Linked DNA regions of Danio rerio: region 2 is linked to region 1. A link is a contact called in public HiCAR-type data. All regions are on one chromosome and are shown on one strand. Each heading gives the region's core, a stretch centred on a gene start, on an enhancer-like site or on the middle of the called end of the contact. The rest is flanking DNA. Distances are from core to core; before and after follow the strand shown. Region 1 has its middle 85 kb from the start of dimt1l. Region 2 holds the start of si:ch73-70k4.1.

Region 1 (4,713 bases), core at 733-3,232:
CAGGACTCCCAGAGTTCATCAAGATTCCTTGGATTTATCTTCAATGCCTCCTCCTTCATCTTATCATGCTCAATAATGTTCATGTTTGGTGACTGGGCTGGCCAATCCAGCAGCACCTTGACCTTCTTTGCATTCAGGATCTCCTGATATGGAGGCTGAAGTATGAGAGGGAGCGCCATCCTGCTGAAGAATTTGCCCTCTCCTGTGGTTTGTAATGTAATGGGCAGCATAATATGTATATAATGCATAAAATGTCTTGATACCTCAGGCTGTTGATGTTGTCATCTACTCTGCAAATCTCTCGCATGCCCCCTTACTGAATGTAACCGCAAATCATAATTTTCCTTCACCAAACTTGACTGAGTTCTGTGAGAATCTTGGGCCCATAAGGGTTCCAATAGGTTTTCTGCAGTATTTGTGATAATTGGGATGCAGTTCAACAGATGATTCATCTGAAAAATCTACCTTCAGACACTTTTCAAGTCAAGTTATTACTTGCAGCTCTTACAACTGGGTGTATGACAAGACTTCTGTCAGGTAGTGTATAATAGGTAAATTCTAAAAAAAAAAAAAATGCACTAACTCTAGAAAAATAGAAATGAATGATTGCTAAAATGTTTTAAGAAATGTTAATAAAATTCACTTTTCCACATTAATAGCAGAGGTCAAATTCCCATAACACAATTCCTACGTGTATAAACAGAAAATGTATGAAAATCAAATGTTAAGGACCAGTTTTGTTATAATATACAGTTAAAGAGCATGCTAGTAAACATTTTTGTTTACAGCGAAGTATGCATTTAATCAGCATTAAATTACAATATTGAAAAAAACTGTTGTACTTTGTGTTTTTCAGTTGTAATAATTGATCACAATAATCCTGCTTTTATATCGACTTTAGTAGTACTTTGAGCATATTCTTTGAGCATAAAAGGCCCTTACTGTTCTTTTAAAATGTAGTATATTATGATGGATTTGACTTTTTATACAGTACATAAAAGCCAGTAGAAGAAATCAATGTTGAAGACCCTGCAAAACACATTCAAAATCATTTTAATGTGACCTTCACAAAATGAAAATCTGTAAAGTTTAATAGAAATCAACCCATGGGACATAAAAGTGTGCTTAGCTGAAGAAACACCCATTTATGTATTATTAAATATGTGATCCAACCAAACTTATGCCCTGGCAGAACATCCTGTCCCAACTGTTCATAATATTAAAGGAAAGCACTAAGATTGCAGAAACAAGGTCATATCGCCGAACATTATATCACTGTTTTATTTCCAGCGCGTGAGAAACCCTGTCAAGTGAGATTTTTATACAGAAACACATGCTGAACGTCTGCTTAAATCAGTGTTTCTCTCTGTCCGTTAAGTTCCGGTAATGACTACACCTCGAGAGCAGAACAGATCTATTATAGATGGTCCTCACTGGTTCCTTCAAGAGATCCGGCAAACTGCCTCCATATGCGCTTTTTCCATACTCTGGAATTCTGTTTATGTACACTGTCAAACTCCTCACTGTGTGAGAACAAAAGAAGCAAAAGCAATTACAGCCTGGGCGAAAGAGTGAATATTAACCCCACGGATCGTCTCAGGAGCAGCGGTTTGAATCCCACAGCCGATTTCCCTCAGATTCCCATCAGCGCAGCCATTCACACGGGAAGCCCGACATCCTGTGCCTCTGCACTGGAAAACTTGACAGCTAACTAATGTTCTGCGGCCTCCTTCCTCCCTGAAGCCACAAGCAGCGGCAGCCCTGAAACAGTCCTGCCCCGAGCCACTCTGGGGTCCTGAGAAGCCAGGAAACCGGTTTAATCCCATTCTGTGCGAACCCAGTCGTGCCCTGTGGCTTCAGAGACTCGTCTGTTTGGGTAGGAGACGGAAAAACAATCAGAACCCAAGAGCACGGCTAAGTCTACGCTAGCAGTGTCAACAGGCCTGTTTATGTTAGCGTGCATTAGCATAGCGCTATTGACACGTGTAAACCGAAAGCTGGTTTGTGTGCTTTGATGTGGAGATAATGTAATCAGTTGCTGTTTGTTGAGTTTTAACACTTTGGCGCAGAATCGATGGCTGAATCATGAACTGTGAGGCTGGGAAACAAGGTCAAGATGGAGGCCAAAGGTGTGATGGAGCCAGACTAAACAGGATATTGACTCTGGCTAAAGCTGATGGGACAGGCGGTTTGAGAGTCTGTCTGTTAAATAAACTCTTGCACACACTGCTATGTATATATACTCTATATATACCGGCTTCTAAGCTGCCATGAACCCACACATTTTACGCCAGGCTGACTGTGTCCTCTAATTACAGTGCTGTTCTGACTAAGAAAATATTTACATCTCGGAAACATACACTTCGCCGAGCAGAAGCCAATCACAACTCTTCCTTCACGCTGACAGAGTAAATATTGCCAAGATGTGTATTAACAAACATACACTACACTGTGCTTATGAATATATTCATACGGGTTATGACAGGAGAAGACAGGAGAAAGTCATTATGGAGTAAATATACCGGGTAACCAGACTTTTGATTATGAGGACTAGTTTCTGATCAAGAACCACCCACATAGACAGGAAGCGGGTGAGAAAAATAAAATAGAGAAAAACGTATTATACAGCTGTGCTCGTGAGCATTGTATCTCATTAACATGCTGTCAAATGTTTGACACGCAACACTTAAATAACTTGAATAAATGGTTTGATGCCAGAATCTTGGATACTTCAATAATACTAAACTATTTCTAAAGTGCTTATAGCAGCATGGAAGTTTGTGTTTTTTAAACATCCTGATACATTTATTTAGCAATATGATTATTTAACAATCAAAGAGTGAACCTTGATACTAAGAAATAATCTTTTTTGACTACCAAAATACCAACAGTTATTTCTAAAGGTTGAAGTAATTATGCAGAGAGTTCAGCTTTCAATCACAGTAATTCATTAATTTATTTATCTTCCTTCAGCGTAGTCCCTTTGTTAATCAGGGGTCACTACAGTGGAATGAACCGCCAACTCATCCAGCATATTTTTTACACAGCAGATGCCCTTCCAGCTGCAACCAAGTACAGGAAAACACCCATACACTCTCACATTCAGTCAACCTGCATCCCAATCATCACAAATACTGCAGAAGACCTATTGGACCCCGCATGGACCAGACAAGAACATTATTCAGCATGTCTGGGGTAAGATGAAGGAGGAGGCATTGAAGATGAATCCAAAGAATCTTGATGAACTCTGGGAGTCCTGCAAGAAAGCTTTCTTTGCCATTCCAGATGACTTTAATAAGTTATTTGAGTCATTGCAGAGATGTATGGATGCAGTCCTTCAAGCTTGTGGAGCTCCAAGCTGCACCATGACTTTATATTCTATACTGTACACTATGCCTGATAAGTGACAAGACTTTTGTCTCAGCAAAGTCAGTCCTAATTAAATCATTAAAAATCATTAAAAAATAATTTAAAGAAGGTACGATCATATTTTGTTTTGGTAAAATAAGTGTAATCTAGAGGTTTTTGCCGTTCATATAAACCAATTCTGATACCAAATGATCAACTAGGAGTCAAGTTGTTATTTGTTGTTCCTAAAATTTGGATAGACGACAAGACTTTTGTCAGGTAGTGTATGTCTTTGTTACTTTTGCTGCTTAATTACTATATTTGTTCTGCATATAATTATATTATATATTGTTATATTTTAACTCTGTATGTGCATACATTCAATTGTCTTTATTTTGAAACGTATGCTCCCCGATTTAAAAATCTAAGAGAGTTTTTGCGGAAATAATGTTGCTGTAAAATAATATACATGTTTAAAAACGCCATGGCAACATTTGTTTTTATGTTTTTTGAACAGTTTTCAAGTGATATGAGATTTATCTTGATGTTTTGAGTCAGTTTTATGAAATGTTACTTTAAATGACTCTTCAAATATAAAATAAGCCAGCAACTATTTTCCTCCAGTGTTTAGAAAACTATTTTCAGTCTCCCAAAGAACCAATCACCAAGCAATTCATTCATTAATTTTCCTTTGAATTAGTGCTTTTATTCATCAGGTATCGCCACAATGGGAGGAACCGCCAACTTATCTAGCATATGGTTTACATAGCGAATGCCCTTCCAACTGCAACCCAGAACTGGGAAACCCCCAAACACTTTCACATTCACACACATACACTACGGCCAATTTAGTTTATTCAATTCCCCTATAGCACATGTCTTTAGACTGAAGGGGAAACCGGAGCACATGGAGGAAACCCACATGAGCATGAGGTGAACATGCAGACTCCACACAGTAATGCCAACTGACCCAGCTGGGACCCGAACCATTGATCTTATTCAGCAAGCAATTATTAAAATGTATTAAAACGTTTTCTTTCTTTGTGTGAAGAAAATTTTAATAGTCTAAAGCAATTTTTCTGTGATGTTTAATTTTCTTAATGCAACTATACAATATATGCTAATCAAAACCCTGTCTTTTAAGAGGCTACTTATTAACATGCACATTACTAGCATTTTGACTTTTTATTAGTACTTATAAAACACATATTAATGCCATATTCTGCATGATCATATTTCATAATTTCAATAATAACACATTTTATTTATGATGCGATTTTCAAAATTTAGATTACAAAAATAAGAATACAACCAAAATCAAAACAAACTTGCATAGTAAAATAAAATAAGAGTGATAAGCCACAT
Region 2 (4,703 bases), core at 608-3,107, 260 kb before region 1:
TCCTTTCTTCTGAAGGTTAACAAGTATGTGAAAAGCATTTATTTCCTTATTAAGGGTAAATTAGTATTGTGTAAAAAAATGCCATCATTACAATAAGGCTGCACATCACATCATTTCAGCATAAAAACTGCAATGTGCGTCTCTGTAAAAGTTGCAGCATGTCTCATAGGACTGGGCGATTTGATAATCAAAATCTCGGTTAATTGAACATTTTAACTCGATTGCGAATAATGAACGATTCTTTTACTTACTTATTTGTCTCTTTTTCGCCCACACTCGTCAACATAGTCCCAAGTCAACCATTCACAGAGCTTGCGCTATGCGTCATCGCGACGTGTAGTTACATTTTTTGAGAGGTCAGCGTCGGCATTAGTCACAGCGACGACAGGTATGCGACCGCGAGAAGGCTGGACCAGACCATAGGCTGTTTCTCAATTCCAAGAACACAGAAAACAGACTTGCTTTCTTGTGAAGACCGGTCTTGCCAGGTCAACTCGGGAGAACGAACGCGGGGTGTTTTCCCCCTTTTCAAAATATATACTTTGCATAAAGACTTTACAAATATACATTACACACTATATGTAACAGATAACAGATTTTAGTACAAATTTCAGCGAATAAACACCCTTAATGTGTTTATTCCTTTATTAAGATTTTCATGGTAATGTTTATATTCACTGTCTCATTTAGGGAAATCCTTCTTGAGATAAAGAAGTAAATATTTCTGAACTTTAATAATAAATCTATAAAAAATGCTGCGCTTCCCATCTCCAGTTGCAATGACTTCTGGGACTTCTAAAGCAAGTTTGGTGCTCAAGTCTGCATCCATGTGTCCTCGATATCAAGAACACATCTGGGAAGTTTCACGCGTCCTCCGTTCTTGAGTATTGGAACGGTAAGGAAAGTAATTGAAAAATTGACCTGGAAAAACTAGACCGATTATTATTATTTCGATCATTCCTAGAGGGTTAAAAGCTTTTAGGCACACACAAAAAGATAAGTTTTCGTTTTAACAAGGATTATGTTCGAGCATTAACAATGTAGTTTTATTTCACATTTGATTATTTAACTGCTGTACATGAATACTGCTAAACACCCCAGAAAAACAAAATCCACTGCTGGTTTCATTTTCTGAAATGTGCATTAAATCTGATTCAACCCCATTCAAAATAATAAATTAATTCCAAATAGTCATCTACTCATCTCAGGAATTAATTTACATACTTCAATAAATATAACACTTTCAGTTTTTGGAAACATTGTTGTGATCTATTGTGTCCTATGTAAACATTATTGGGATAAAAATCAACCAGTACTAAGAGATGGTCTAGTAAGTTACATGTTAAATGTATTATTTACAACCTTTTTAATGATAATAACCAGTGATGAATAGGTATTATACCAACATTTATTACCGTGGATGACGGTGGGGGGAGCTGTGGAATGGACTCTTCCAGATCATCTGACTGTAGGTTTGGGCAAAGAGCTGTCAAGGTAAGAGCCCAGAGTCTCTCGGCATCACTCAGCTCTGAGCTCTCCCACCATCTCTCCCTGCAGCAGTCAATGTTCAGTCACAATACATTTATTAATTGCAAAAATCACAGTATAATAGTATGTGAAAAGGTCTCCTCATACTGAGCATACATACCTGCCTGTTGATGTTGTGGCGCAGCTGCTGTCCTGTAACGCTACTGAACACCGGCTGTCATTTAACTTTTTGATCAGCGTTTGCTGTTCGGATTTATAGTCCTCGACTGATAATTTCTTCCTCTTCAGTTTAGACATCACAGTCATTCGGTTGTAAACACACTGCATCTCTTTCAGACGCACATGACTAAACCAAACAATAAAAACTACGCGGGAGTTTCTTTGAATTACTTCCGTGTTCGGCACAAACGAGTTTTCAGCGTTAAAGCTGCGCACCGTTTGCGCAGTGAGGTGAAATTTCTTTGCTGAATTATAGCCACTGATTTTTTTTTTTTTTTTTCCAGATCTTAACTCTTGTGTGCTGTTGGGGCTGGGTTTTTTTTTTCGATAAGTATCAAGTTTGCCACAACTGTATCTGTATTTCAGCAAATGGAATGATTTTTGGTGACAAATCTTATTTTGACACCCATTTTAGGGAAATGCCGTGAAATTTAAAAAATAAAAATAAAAGGACAAAATCTAATTAGGATTTTTACTAGGACTATACGTAAATGTGTTTCATGTTTTATCTTAATTTTGTTTAAACAGGGTTCACTGTCCTAGAAAACCTGGTAAAGTCATGGAATTTCAACAAGGCATTTTCCAGCCTGGAAAAGTTTTTAAAAACAAATAAACCCAAAATGTTTTGGAAAAGTTATGGAAATTTGTTTAAGAAATATCTGTGTACTTGAATATATAATATTGGGTAAGTATGAAATACATTTTGTTGGGTAAAAACCGTGCATTTTCATGCATGTTGTTTTATTTACTTTGTGTACATAGACATTACATAAGTTAGGTCTGATATTTACCTGAAAGTTTTGGAAAACTCATGGAATTTTAGTAGTAAAAATGTGTATGAACCCTGTTGAAGCATTTTTTATTCATCTACTTATACATTATTTAAAGAGGTAATTCACCCCAAAATAAAATAACTGACATTAATAACTCACCCTCATGTCAATCCAGACCCTAGGCACTTTCGCTCATCTTAGGAACACAAATTAAGATATTTTGAATGAAACCCAAAAGCTCAAGATCACGAGAGAGTCCAATAACATCCTCAAAACATGTTCATTATGCGTCATCGGTGGTTCCATTGTATTGTTATGAAGCTATGAGAATACTTCTGTGCACACAAAAAATAAAAATAAGGACTTGTGATTTAGGCCTACCAAGTAAGGCAGGCACTTTTTTCCAGGGGTTTCAGTACAGCGTAACCGCTATTACGTCATCGGGTGGGCGTGGCCTATATGTGAATTTGCATAGGTCACGGATCATGCGCAGATTGTGAAAACAGCCGTTTGATTCAAATACCTGTACGTATTCGCAGGGGTTTTGCGTCCAATGCCTTTTATATGCAGTACTTTAAAATAGCTGTCATGATCAGGTGTTTCATGTGAAATCAGTGTATGTTATATTAAACAAATTAACTTAAGTTACCTCTCAGATTACATTAATACTGTTATAACTTAAGATACCTGTCCCGATCCCAGGGCTTTTGTGTCAAATACTTTATATATCATAAACAGTAACATCAGATACCTGTCCTGATCCCAGGGGTTTCATGTATGATCACTTTTATATTAGTTAACATCAGATACCTGTCCTGATCCCAGGGGTTACATGTATGATCACTTTTATATTAGTTAACATCAGATACCTGTCCTGATCTCAGGGGTTTCATGCATGATCACTTTTATATACAGTAACATCAGATACCTGTCCTGATCCCAGGGGTTTCATGTATGATCACTTTTATATACAGTAACATCAGATACCTGTCCTGATCCCAGGTGTTTCATGTATGATCACTTTTATATACAGTAACATCAGATACCTGTCCTGATCCCAGGTGTTTCATGTATGATCACTTTTATATACAGTAACATCAGATACCTGTCCTGATCTCAGGGGTTTCATGTATGATCACTTTTATATACAGTAACATCAGATACCTGTCCTGATCCCAGGGGTTTCATGTATGATCACTTTTATATACAGTGACATCAGATACCTGTCCTGATCCCAGGGGTTTCATGTATGATCACTTTTATATTAGTTAACATCAGATACCTGTCCTGATCCCAGGTGTTTCATGTATGATCACTTTTATATTATATACAGTAACATCAGATACCTGTCCTGATCCCAGGGGTCACATGTATGATCACTTTTATATTAGTTAACATCAGATACCTGTCCTGATCCCAGGGGTTACATGTATGATCACTTTTATATTAGTTAACATCAGATACCTGTCCTGATCTCAGGGGTTACATGTATGATCACTTTTATATTAGTTAACATCAGATACCTGTCCTGATCTCAGGGGTTTTCATGTATGATCACTTTTATATACAGTAACATCAGATACCTGTCCTGATCCCAGGGGTTTCATGTATGATCACTTTTATATTATATACATTAACATCAGATACCTGTCCTGATCTCAGGGGTTTCATGCATGATCACTTTTATATACAGTAACATCAGATACCTGTCCTGATCCCAGGTGTTTCATGTATGATCACTTTTATATACAGTAACATCAGATACCTGTCCTGATCCCAGGTGTTTCATGTATGATCACTTTTATATACAGTAACATCAGATACCTGTCCTGATCCCAGGGGTTTCATGTATGATCACTTTTATATACAGTAACATCAGATACCTGTCCTGATCCCAGGTGTTTCATGTATGATTACTTTTATATACAGTAACATCAGATACCTGTCCTGATCCCAGGGGTTTCATGTATGATTACTTTTATATACATTAACATCAGATACCTGTCCTGATCCCAGGGGTTTCATGTATGATCACTTTTATATACAGTAACATCAGATACCTGTCCTGATCTCAGGTGTTTCATGTATGATCACTTTTATATTATATACAGTAACATCAGATACCTGTCCTGATCCCAGGTGTTTCATGTATGATCACTTTTATATTATATACAGTAACATCAGATACCTGTCCTGATCCCAGGGGTTACATGTATGATCACT

What was found. HiCAR-type assays count read pairs that join an accessible place to other places.
Region 2: a contact with region 1 is called in a HiCAR-type map of caudal fin, with 5 times the contacts expected there. The contact joins the promoter of si:ch73-70k4.1 here to the enhancer-like site in region 1.

The regions. Positions count from the first base shown.
Region 1 is chr8:19,125,245-19,129,957 of GRCz12tu, reverse strand. No RefSeq gene overlaps it. Among named protein-coding and RNA genes, the nearest start is that of dimt1l, 85 kb to the right of the region's middle. Within about 2 kb of position 1,982, at least 9 of the 62 cell types and tissues checked have an H3K27ac peak or open chromatin away from gene starts, as enhancers often do. A contact at or near this core is called in caudal fin, where this site is marked.
Region 2 is chr8:19,386,462-19,391,164 of GRCz12tu, reverse strand. si:ch73-70k4.1 reads right to left here and starts at 1,857. Exons shown (of 5, transcript XR_012384209.1): 1 at 1,649-1,857; 2 at 1,416-1,551.